Linked DNA regions of Sus scrofa: region 1 is linked to region 2. A link is a contact called in public HiChIP or PLAC-seq data. All regions are on one chromosome and are shown on one strand. Each heading gives the region's core, a stretch centred on a gene start, on an enhancer-like site or on the middle of the called end of the contact. The rest is flanking DNA. Distances are from core to core; before and after follow the strand shown.

The links. HiChIP or PLAC-seq counts read pairs in DNA pulled down with a chosen protein or histone mark.
Region 1: a contact with region 2 is called in an H3K27ac HiChIP or PLAC-seq map of alveolar macrophages. The contact joins two enhancer-like sites. A contact is called at or near these places in 2 of 5 promoter capture datasets (fetal liver and liver), 22 of 47 Hi-C or Micro-C datasets (adipocytes, alveolar macrophages, blood and 14 more) and 2 of 2 datasets of contacts at active chromatin or transcription factors (alveolar macrophages and skeletal muscle).

What each region holds. Positions count from the first base shown.
Region 1 is chr14:12,591,258-12,596,817 of Sscrofa11.1, forward strand. It overlaps INTS9 (integrator complex subunit 9), which reads right to left. Exons shown (of 17, transcript XM_001928998.7): 12 at 2,959-3,130. Among named protein-coding and RNA genes, the nearest start is that of INTS9, 98 kb to the right of the region's middle. Within about 2 kb of position 3,419, at least 1 of the 83 cell types and tissues checked has an H3K27ac peak or open chromatin away from gene starts, as enhancers often do. A contact at or near this core is called in alveolar macrophages, where this site is marked.
Region 2 is chr14:12,430,851-12,436,705 of Sscrofa11.1, forward strand. No RefSeq gene overlaps it. Among named protein-coding and RNA genes, the nearest start is that of EXTL3, 3.8 kb to the right of the region's middle. Within about 2 kb of position 3,516, at least 6 of the 83 cell types and tissues checked have an H3K27ac peak or open chromatin away from gene starts, as enhancers often do. A contact at or near this core is called in alveolar macrophages, where this site is marked.

The sequences.
Region 1 (5,560 bases), core at 2,169-4,668, 160 kb after region 2:
ATTTGACAATCATTACAGTAATCACTTATTCAGATCAGAACCATCAGTAGATGCTAAAAAAAAAAAAAACCCAAAAAACAAAAACCTAGTTAAACGCTTGGGGAAGACCAGGAGAAGTACATTATCTCAAAGTGTCTCCCACAAGATACTGACTAGATGTAAAAGTGGTGACTTCATGGTGGAGAAGCCAGGAGCTCAAAGATCACCCCCAGGCAGGAGACAATCATGTGCCTCCTCCTTGACAGGATGCACCTGGAAGGAAAAAGAAGGAACTTGACCCTGTGTCCACACAATGCTTGTTCGAGGCTGCAGTGCCCCATCGGCAAAGCCAGAGAGGCCCCGGGAACCATCCCTGCCACACTGGCCAGTCTGCTGTCTCCAGAGCCTCTCACTGCAGCCGGCCTGCTGGGGACTGTTTACTCCGCCCCAGGCAGCTGCCCATGTCGGGCCAAGGGCACTGGCTCAGTCCTTGTGTGAAGAACAGTAAGGAGGTTCCTGACACAGCCTGTGCCCCATGAGGACGCCACTTCCTACAGCCCCAGGTTTCCACCTGCCATCCCCAGGAAGTCACCTGGTGAACTCAGGATAACTCACAGGACTGCCAGACTTTTAAATGACCACCCTTCCAATGGACCCTGAATCCCCCAGATAAGGCCAGCAAGGCTGCCTGGCAGGATAGCTGCCTCTCTTTTTGCTCCCACAGTTCTCATAATACTGGAAAAAGTGGTTCAAAACCTAGCAGACTTCATAAACAACAAAACTTGTGCTCTGGAAGGGCAATAAACCAGTTTAAATTTAAATTCGTTACCCAGGCGAATGTCTGGGAATAAATGTCATGGACAATCACGTAGCCCCTTGCTTCTTAGCTGGCTGAAGGGACGTTTATGCTATAGTCATACTTCTTACTGTGCCTCTGTAATATTGTACCCACTGTCACATCAGAGCCTGCAGCTCCTCAAAAAGAACAGGAGAGAGACCCCCTTGGTCCTACTATAGACAACTTTCTCCAGGTAACTTCCTGCTTGGCTGAACTTGGCAATGGTGAGGTCCTGGGTATCATAAATCAATGACTTGTGGTCTGACTTCCTCTGCCTTTGGCTAAAAGGGGGCCTGGGAGGGTGAACAGCAGCACACAGCAGCTGCTCTTCTTTTTTTTTTTTTTTTTTTTTTTTTTTTTGCTTTTTAGGGCCGCACTTGTGGCATACGGAAGTTCCTAGGCTAGGGGTCGAATTGGAGCTCCAGCTGCTGGCCTACACCACAGCAACAGCCACACTGGATCTCTGACCCACTGAGTGAGGCCAGGGATTGAACCCGCATCCTCGTGGATATTAGTCGGATTTGTTTCTACTGCGCCACAAAGGGGACTCCCCAGGAGCTGCTCTTCTGAACGTTCCCACACTCATGGCCAGGCCATGGTGTCCCCCTACTAGACATAAATAACCTCACACAGTGCTGACCTCAGATATAGCCACTCAGTGACAATGACGGATTAAAAATAAGAGCCCTCCACGATCATGCCTGAATGCAAAACCACAACACTGTCTAAACCGCAAAACAAGCAAACACTACCCTATCCTGGCTCCGTTCTTCTTGCCTCTTGGATAAGAATCATTAAGATATCCAAGCAGAGGAGCTCCCGTCATGGCACAGTGGTTAAAGAATCCCACTAGGAACCATGAGGTTGCGGGTTCGATTCTTGACCTCGCTCAGTGGGTTAAGGATTCGGTGTGGCCGTGAGCTCTGGCGTAGCTCTGATTGGACCCTAGCCTGGGAACCTCCATATGCCGCAGGTGCAGCCCTAGACAAGACAAAAACAAAACAAAACAAAACAAACAAAAAAAGATATCCAAGTAGAGAACTGCATCCTGATGGCCCGCAACTCAGACAATGAACTGTTTCAAAAATCACCTAACACGAGGCTCAAACCCATAAGAAGCTCTTTTGAACCTGCCCTGGGGATGTCTCCCACTTCTCCAAAGCCACCTCACCATAATGAGTCAGTTAGGGTGTGTTTCTGGTGGCCAGGAAGCTTTGGGCATAACCAGACTCTCCTCCATCACTCACATCTCAAGAGTAATTAAAAACTCTAAAAAGGCAACTGGTACTCTCTCAACAGCCTTTTGTGCCAGGCACTGTAAACAGTGCTTCCCTGCAATGTTCCACTAGATGCACAAAGCTGCCCAAAGAGAGATGTGCCGACAATTCCAGTTTGCAGCAGTGAGGAAACTAGGGCTCAGAGACATGAGTAACCAGGCTTAGGGTACAGTAACTTGGAACAGATTTTACATCAAGGTGTTTTTTTGTTTGTCTGTTTGTTTATTTTTGGGCCGCACTCGCAACACGCGGATGTTCCAGGGCCAGGATCAAACCCACACCACAGCAGCACCTCGAGCCTGGTCCCTCACTTGCTGTGCCACAAAAGAACTCCTAGATCAAGGTTTTTTACTTCATTGCTCATGAGAATTTCAAATCCCAAGGCTGAAGACCTTGAACTGACAAACCAAGAGAGTGATTAAGTAAAATCCCTAACTTGCCCTCATTAAAGGATGAGTGTTATTCTGAGGGATTCATCTCCGTAAGAAAAACTGTAAGCCAGAGTAAACTGTAACCAAAGGAAGTAGTTCCAAAAGGATAAAACAAGGCTGGTTACTAAATCGCTGTAGGTCTCAGACAGCTTACAAAATCCTATCAAAAGCAGTTCTAGACCAGAAATCTCTCTATAAAAACAGATGTGAACGTTCCGTCCAGCGTGCAGTGATCTAATAACAGAGCGTCTTGCTTGGCTCTTACCCTTTCCCTTCTGGTCTTCTTATCCTTTGGTATTTATGACAGAGGTGTTCATATTTACATTTTACCATCAAAATCCTCCCAGGGTTTCTACCTGATAGGTACATCCTACCAGGTGTTCAGGGCCAGTCCCAGTGGAAAGGGCGGGGTCTTGTTTGTTGGTTTATTTACCTGTAAATATGACGGTGTTGAGACTGGATTTTCCCCAGAGTTCCATGAAATGGACCACATCCCCAAACCGGAGGGACGGGTGTCCTGTGAACACCACACATGGCTGTCTGAAGTCGTTGCTGAAGTCTCCGTGGATGCTGGGGTAGTGCTTCAGCTTGTTGGTCTGGATGAGCTGGAAGAAAACATGTACAAAAAGCACATGAAGAGTCAGCCTGCCTAGGAAGGGAAAACCAGAGTGTGGGAAAGTGAGTGGAAAAAATTAAAAGTACAAGAGAATTGCCAAAGATCCAAATTTCTTTACCTCCAACGTGATTTTCTCAAAAGATGCGACCTTTTGGTACAAATACCATACTTAATGGAGACTTAAAAAAATTTTTTTTACAGCCACCGCTGGGGTACATGGAAGTTCCTGGCTTGCGGTCAGACTGGAGCTGCAGCTGCTGGCCTATGCCACAGCTATGGCAACACTGGATCTGAGCTGCATTTGCAACTTATGCCACAGCTTGCAGCAATGCCAGATCCTTAACTCACTGAGCAAGGCCAGGAATCAAATCCACATCCTCAGAGAGACATTCCTGGGTCTCTCTAACCTCAGTGAGAACTTCCAAAATTGACATTCTTTTTATAAACTGACTGGACCAAATCATTACTTGCCCCAGTTAAATGGGCAAGTAGCCCACTAAGAGACTAGTTCTACTGTATCCATAGATGGCAAGGAAATGAATGGGATTCTAAGAAGAGCAGCAGGTCTTTGCACACAACTTAAGTCACTTTTTAGGCAAACTAAGATAAATTCATCATTTTTTTTTGCAGGGGTTGGGGGGGTAAATGCATCTACTTTTCCAGCTGACTCACTACCTTTAACTGTCCAGCATTACCTTTGTGCTGATTTAAGGTGCAAATCATATAACCAATGAAGCCATGAGGTAGGCATTCTGTATAGCAATGTTTTAGCAGCTCTAAGAGCAGAACCATATCTTATGAGCACCGGTCACATAATACTGACTCTCACCTCCATCACACCCTAATACTGACAAGTGAATTCCAGGAACCCTGATCAAGCAACTGTGGTCTTTCCATTTCCTAACTGTAATGGGAACAGAAGTCATCTGTGACATATATGTGGGTAAGAATGTGGTTAACGCCCTTAAAGAACAAGTTCTAAAGAACGGCTAATTGCTATTTGGGCAGAGGCAAAGAGACTTTTAGTGGCAAAGCCCACCACAAAGTATGTTTCGCTATATTTAATTTTCTAATATTACATTTCTAGCCTGAATTTCATGGTAGGAATGACAGAGCTTCCAAAAACCTTTTGCTACTGTAAGAGAGTATGAGGATGGCAAGTAACTCCTCAAAACCTTCCACTTGACATTCTGGTTCATGAAAGACCTGTCCCTCAGAATAGGAAAACAGTCAAATGTAAAAAAATTAGCAGAGTTCCCATCGTGGCTCAATGGTAACAAAGCCAATGAGTAGCCAGGAAGATGTGGGTTCTATCCCTGGCCTTGCTCAGTGGGTTAAGGATATGGTGCTGCTGTGAGCTACAGTGTAGGTCGCAGATGCAGTTTAGATCCTGTGTTGCTGTGGCTGCGGTGTAGGCTGGTAGCTACAGCTCTGATTTGACCCCTAGCCTGGGAACTTCCATGTGCCATGGGTGCGGCCCTAAAAAGACAAAAGATTAAAAAAAAAAAAATAGCAAGACATTTGTTGCAATTTACTTTTTTAAAAATTTAATTTATTCATTCATTAATTTTACTTTTTAGAGCCACACATGCAGCATATGGAAGTTCCCAGGCCAGGGGTCAAACTGGAGCTGCAGCTGCAGGCCCATGTCACAGCCACAGCAATGCCAGATCCGAGGCACATCTGCAACCTATACCACAGCTTGTGGCAATGCTGGATCCTTAACCCACTGAGTGAGGCCAGGGATTGAACCCATATCCACATGGATACTAGTCAGGTTCTCAACCCACTGAGTTACAGTGGGAACTCCTGTTGCAATTCACTCTTGAGCCAAATAGTTAAATGCATAACAAATAAATCAATGAATATATCCCTATACATAAATATCAGCACAGACATCCCAAACTTGCTGAAATTTCTATAAACTGGAAACTTCCATTTTCCCATATGCACATGAAGAAACAGTATCACTGGTTACTCAAATCCTCCTTTGTCCCCTTCTAGTGCTCCGACCGCCACTCCCAGGATAACCACTATCCTGGCCCAAGTATCACAGATGAGTGTGTGTTTGAACTTTCATATGAATAAAAATCACACCATATCTACTCTTTTATATTTGGCTTTTTTTTTTTTTACATTAGTGAAATTTGGTTAAATTTATCTACACTGTTGCATATACCTGGAGGTCCTTCGTTCTCTTTGATGTAAGATTTTCCTCTACAGGAATATACCACAAAATCCATTCACCTGTTGATGGGCATTTGGCTACATTTTAGCACAATTACCAAGAGGGCTATGAAGACTTCTGTGCAGGTTTCTGGGAGACACATCTGCCTTTCTATTTAGACAGATTTTAGAGATGGAACTGCTGAGGGACAGCAGAGTCACGATCCTAGGTTCAGCTTTAGCAGAGACTGTC
Region 2 (5,855 bases), core at 2,266-4,765:
ACACAAAAAGAAGATGGGGGCTGTTTACTTCCTAATTTTGCTTGGCAGTGGCCCAGGATTAGGGTCATCAAGAGACTTCTAAGTGTACCAATTGGAATGTCTTGCAACTTCTCATAAATTGGACAAAATGCAGATCAAGGCCTCAAAGCTTTGGGGAAGGGAAAGAAAATCACAGAGGCTTTCAGTGACTGTTTCTCAGGAAGCAGGTTAATACCAATAGGCAACGTTTGACCAAATTTAGGCTAGATCATGTCTTCAGTATATGTCCAATTGCATATTCTTGTTTGTATTCAGTGCACTAGATTACTTACGTTCATGCAGAAGCATGTGAAATAAAGTTGCTTGTTGGCATCTGGCTATTCCACTTTGCCTTTATTGGACTAAATTCACTATTATGGTAATGATTTCGTAGCTTGACTAAAGTTCTGCTGAGTGTTCAAGTGACCACTTACTCTAATCTCCCTTCTTTTTATTTATCTCCTATTCTATCCCCCCCCCTTTTTTTTTGTCTTTTTGCCTTTTCTTGAGCCGCTCCCTCAGCATATGGAGGTTCCCAGCTAGGGGTCCAATCAGAGCTATAGCCACTGTCCTGAGCTATAGCCACTGTCCTACACCAGAGCCACAGCAATGTGGGATCCGAGCCGCGTCTGCGACCCACACCACAGCTCACAGCAATGCCCCATCCTTAACCCGCAGAGTAAGGCCAGGGATCGAACCCACAACCTCATGGTTCCTAGTCCGATTTGTTAACCACTGAACCACGACGGGGACTCCTCTATTCCACTTTTCTCCTCTCACACCCACAGTGATCACCACACCGTGTTACTTTCTGAGAATGGCTGCATGTGGAAATTTATGAATATCAAAAGTGGACTTCTTTTTCCTCCCTTGGCCCAGGCCCTACCTCTAACTCCAGGATTACTGGAGCCTCCTAACTGGACTTTTCAGGCTCTCCTACTCTCAGTCCTCCCACGTTCATTATGATAGTCCATCTAGGAAAGCCTGTAATTCAAGGACAAAGTGGGAATGAACATCTCTGAACACAGGCAGGAGTTGGAGTTTGGGCTCTATTCCACTATTTTATAAGTTTACAGAATTTATAAAGGGCTCTGTAAGATAAATAGAAGCTAGCCAGGTCCACAGTAGAAATAAGATTTTACCACGTGCAGGGGAAAACATGTGAAGTGTATGCCAGTGTTCAGAGCAGAATTATTCACAATGACCCAAAGGCGGAAACAACCCAAATATCTTTTTTTTGGGGGGGGGCTTTTTAGGGCCACACCCATGGCATATGGAAGTTCCCAGGCTAGAGGTCCAATTGGAGCTACAGCTGCCAGTCTATACCACAGCCACAGCAACGCCAGATCTGAGCCGCATCTGTGTCCCTACACCACAGCTCACGGCAATGCAGGATACTTAACCCACTGAGGCCAGATATTGAACCTGCAACCTCATGGTTCCTAGTTGGCTTCACTTCCCCTGTGCCACAACGAGAACTCCAACCCTAATGTCTTATTAGCAGATGAATGGATAAATAAAAGGTGGTGTATCCATACAATGGAATATTATTCAGCCATGAAAAGGAATGGAATTCTAACACAGGACACAGCATGACTGAACCTTGAAAATATGCTAAGTGAAAGAAGCCAGATTCAAAAGGACAATTATTGTGTGATTCCTCTTATAGAAAATACCTAGAATAGGCAAATTCATAGAGACAGAAAGTAAATTAGACATTAAAGGAGGTTTGGTGAAGGAAGGAGTGGGGCAGTTATTGCTTAATAGGTACAGAGTTTCCATTTAGGGTGATGAAAAATAGTAGAAATAGTGATAGTTGTACATTGTCAGTGAAATTAATGCCACTAAACTACATTTAATGGTTCAAATGGCAATTTTTTTTAATATTTTTTTTTATTTTCCCACTATACAGCAAGGGGGTCAGGTTATCTTTACATGTATACGTTACAATTACATTTTTCCCCCACCCTTTCTTCTGTTGCAACATGAGTATCTAGACAAGTTCTCAATGCTATTCAGCAGGATCTCCTGTAAATCTATTCTAAGTTGTGTCTGATAAGCCCAAGCTCCCGATCCCTCCCACTCCCTCCCCCTCCCATCAGGCAGCCACAAGTCTCTTCTCCAAGTCCATGATTTTCTTTTCTGAGGAGATGTTCACCAAATGGCAAATTTTATGTTACATATATTTTGCCACAGTAAAAGAAAGTTTAAAAAAACATGAAAGTTGGAATTCACACTGTGGCTTTGTGGTAACAAACCTGACTAGTAGCCATGAGCACTCAGATTCAATCCCTGGCCCCACTCAGTGGGTTAAGGATCCAGTTGCATGAGCTTGGGTAGGTCACAGACATGGCTTGGATCTGGCGTTGCTGTGGCTGTGGTGTAGGCTGGCAGCTGCAGCTCCGATTTGACCCCTAGCCTGGGAACCTCCATATGCTGCAGTGCGGCCCTAAAAAAAAACACCTCAAACCCCTCGAGGATTTAATAATAAAACTATAGATGTGATCCAAGATCCTTGCCTGGCATGGGAGTGACTCATAGAAAGAGTAGAAACTCAGAGGGAAAAGAAACTATGAGGGCCTAGCATCAAGCAAACATAGCTAGTTTGGGAATGGGAACCCAGATAAAGTGAAGTTATCAGGAGCAGAGCAGCAGATGAATAGATATCAGATCCGGGAAAGCCGGATCTTGTGCCCTGTGCAAAAGAGAGTGAACTTGACCCAAGGAAAGGTGTTTAAGCAGAAAGGAACATGTGTATGATCATCTTTGCCCATGAGAAAGATCACCATGTGTGGGGGATCACTGCAGAAGATCAATGTTGAAAACAGAGTGAACTGCTGGGTTAGGCTGTAGCCCAGGTGCAGCCCTAGCCTGCACCATATACAGGGTCCCTAAGGTAATTCTTAAGTGACAGGAGACCCAGTGGTTTCTCTTGGTTTTGTTACCTGCCTTGGCACAAGCTTTCCCGGGTCTAACATGAGCACATGTGTCCTCTCCTCGGCTCAGCCTGGTACCAAGTCCCTAAACTGGGAGGAAGCCCTTGTGGGATTTAGCCCAGTGACCTCATGTGAACCCTGGAAGCTCTACCCTAAACCTCTCTTTCTGGCAAGATCATCTTGTGGAGGGGAGGGATGCCCAGAGACGGGAAGTGAAAGAGGGATGTTGCCCTCCAGCCTGCGGACAATCCCATTGCTCCACTTGGGCTCTGAAGCTGCCTGTCCTATTCCTCTTACCCAGACTGGGGTGGCCTCTCTCAGCTCTGCAAGAATGCACTTCCTGGAGTTTCCATCATGGCGAAGCGGAAAGGAATCTGACTAGTACCCATGAGGACGCAGGCTCGATCCCTGGCCTTGTTCAGTGGGTTAAGGATCCGGCGTTGCCGTGAGCTGTGGTGTAAGTCACAGATGTGGGTCAGACCCCGAGTTGCTATGGCTGTGGCATAGGCCAGTGGCTACAGCTGCAATTCAACCCCTAGCCTGGGAACTTCCACATGCCCTGAGCTCAGCCCTAAAAAGAGAAAGAATGCACTTCCTCCTCCTAAATTTAGACTCCCTGTCCTGCCCCATCCCCATTGCCTGGGGGCTGAGTGTGTTCCCGGTTTCTCACTGAGACCCGCCCTGCTCAGGGCTCCCTGCTAGCACTGTTGCCCAGTTGGAGGCCCTGCTGCAAATCCACAAGGGCTGCCCTTCTGCCTGCACCTTCCTGGGCTGCTCAAGCGGCTCCCTGGCTGCCTCCCTGCTTGAGACTGTGAAGCCATTTTCCAGGCTTGGTGACGTGGCCTGCTGGCCTCCAGCCCTGCGTTCAGTGACCTCATGTTGGTAGCTTGAGATCAGCCCTAGGAGAAAACACCACAGAAATCTACAAACACCACGAATCAGAGATTTTCTTCTGGAGGGCCAGCTGTTTTATCAGCACACCTCTGATTGGGCTTCTGATACTTTCAGAAGAATTAACAAACAAAAGCTTCTGCAAGTAACAGGCAGGGCTTCATTCTCTGACATCTTCTCCCCATCACTTCAGAAGGCAGGTGACCAGGCTCAGTGAAGATTTAAAGCTTCTCATCCCACCCATGGATGAGGTTAAATGCGGGAGGCTGGCTCGCTCAGAAAGACTGATTCCACCTTTGCAGGCACCCTTCCCAAGCTGTGAGGCTCTTAGCCTCTAGAACTAAAGCTGAGTTCTTCCCAGGAGGCTATGCTGTGTGCCCCCCAGTGATGAGGACCCCGCTTCCTATAATCCTCCACTCATGGCCTCTCTGCCCTTGTGCTGAGGCTCAAATGCAGGCAGGCCACCTCCTCCCAGGCACCTGACACACCTTCTCCAAGCCCTTCCTGCAGGAAGCCAGACATACCAGATCTACTGTCTGTGAAGCTGGGGGCTTCCTTATTCCACTAACATCCTTGATCCCACTGAAGAGGCCTGGAAGGTGTTAGAGGACAGAAAGAAGAATGTGGTAATTGATTTGGCTTTACTGTGTTTAAATTGTCAGGGTTTGGATACATTTGAGACTTTATATATTATTACCATTATTTTGTCATTGGGTGGGTGCCATTTTCATAAGATTACACTTTGAGTCCCAAGCTTCTCTCCCTATTAATTCTCACCCCCCACCCCCAAATTATAGATTCAAGTCCTAATCTCCGGCACCTCAGAATGGGACCTTATTTGGAACAGGGTCATTGCAAGTAAACTTGATTAAGATGAAATCATATTGGGGAGTTCCTGCTGTGGTGTGGCGGGTTAAGGATCTGGCATTGCCACAGCTGTGGTGTAGATCACAGCTGTGGCTTGAATTTGATCCCTGGCCTGGGAATGTGCATATGCTGCAGGTGCAGCCAAAAAAATGAAGTCATACGGGAGTAGGTTGGGCCCCTAAGCCAGTATGATTGGTGTCCTCATAAGAGGGGGAAATTGTACACAGGCATGCACTCGGGGTGAAGACTATTTAACTAAAGACAGATATCTGCAAAACCAAGAGAGTGGGTGGAACAGATTCTTCCCTCCCAGCTCTCAGAAGGGACCAATCCTGGCAACCCCTTGGTCTCAGACTTTTAGCCTCCAGACAGTGAGATGATACATTTTTTTGTTGTTCGGGACACCCAGTCTGTGGGAAGTTTGAAACTCTAGCAAACAAAATACCCTCCCTAAGATAATTACTTTTTTGGTGCCCCCCTATGGTTTGCATATAAGCAAAACTCTCTTAGTTCACTAAAACCTCAGAATTTGTTTCTCTTTAGACAACTTTTTAAAAAATCATGTATTGTGAAGAAAAATTGAAAAATGCAATGCCATCCAAAATTAGAACCATTCCCCACAAATTAGAAATGTTTAAATTATTCAATAGAAATGAAAGAACCTTAAATCACATTAAACTCTAAAATATTTGCATTACTCCAGGAGTTCCTGTCGTGGAACAGTGGTTAACAAACCTGACTAGGAACAATGAGGTTGTGGGTTTGATCCTTGGCCTCCTTCAGTGGGTTAAGGATCCAGTGTTGCTGTAAGCCGTGGCCCATAGGCTGGCTACAGCTCCAATTAGACCCCCTAACCTGGGAACCTCCATATGCCGTGGGTGCGGCCCTAGGTAAGACCAAAAAAAAAAAAAAAAAAAAAATTTACGTTACTCCAAAGTTTCTTTTTACATGTCATCACATATCTTTTCACATAGTTATAATCATTGGTCACAAACTTTCTTGGGTTCTATGGTTTTTTTTTTCTTTTCTTTTCTTTTCTTTTTCTTCTTCTTAGGGTGGCGACTGCAGCATACGGAAGTTCCCAGGCTAAGGGTGGAATTGGAGCTACAGGTGCTGCCCACGTCACAGCCACAGCAACACTAG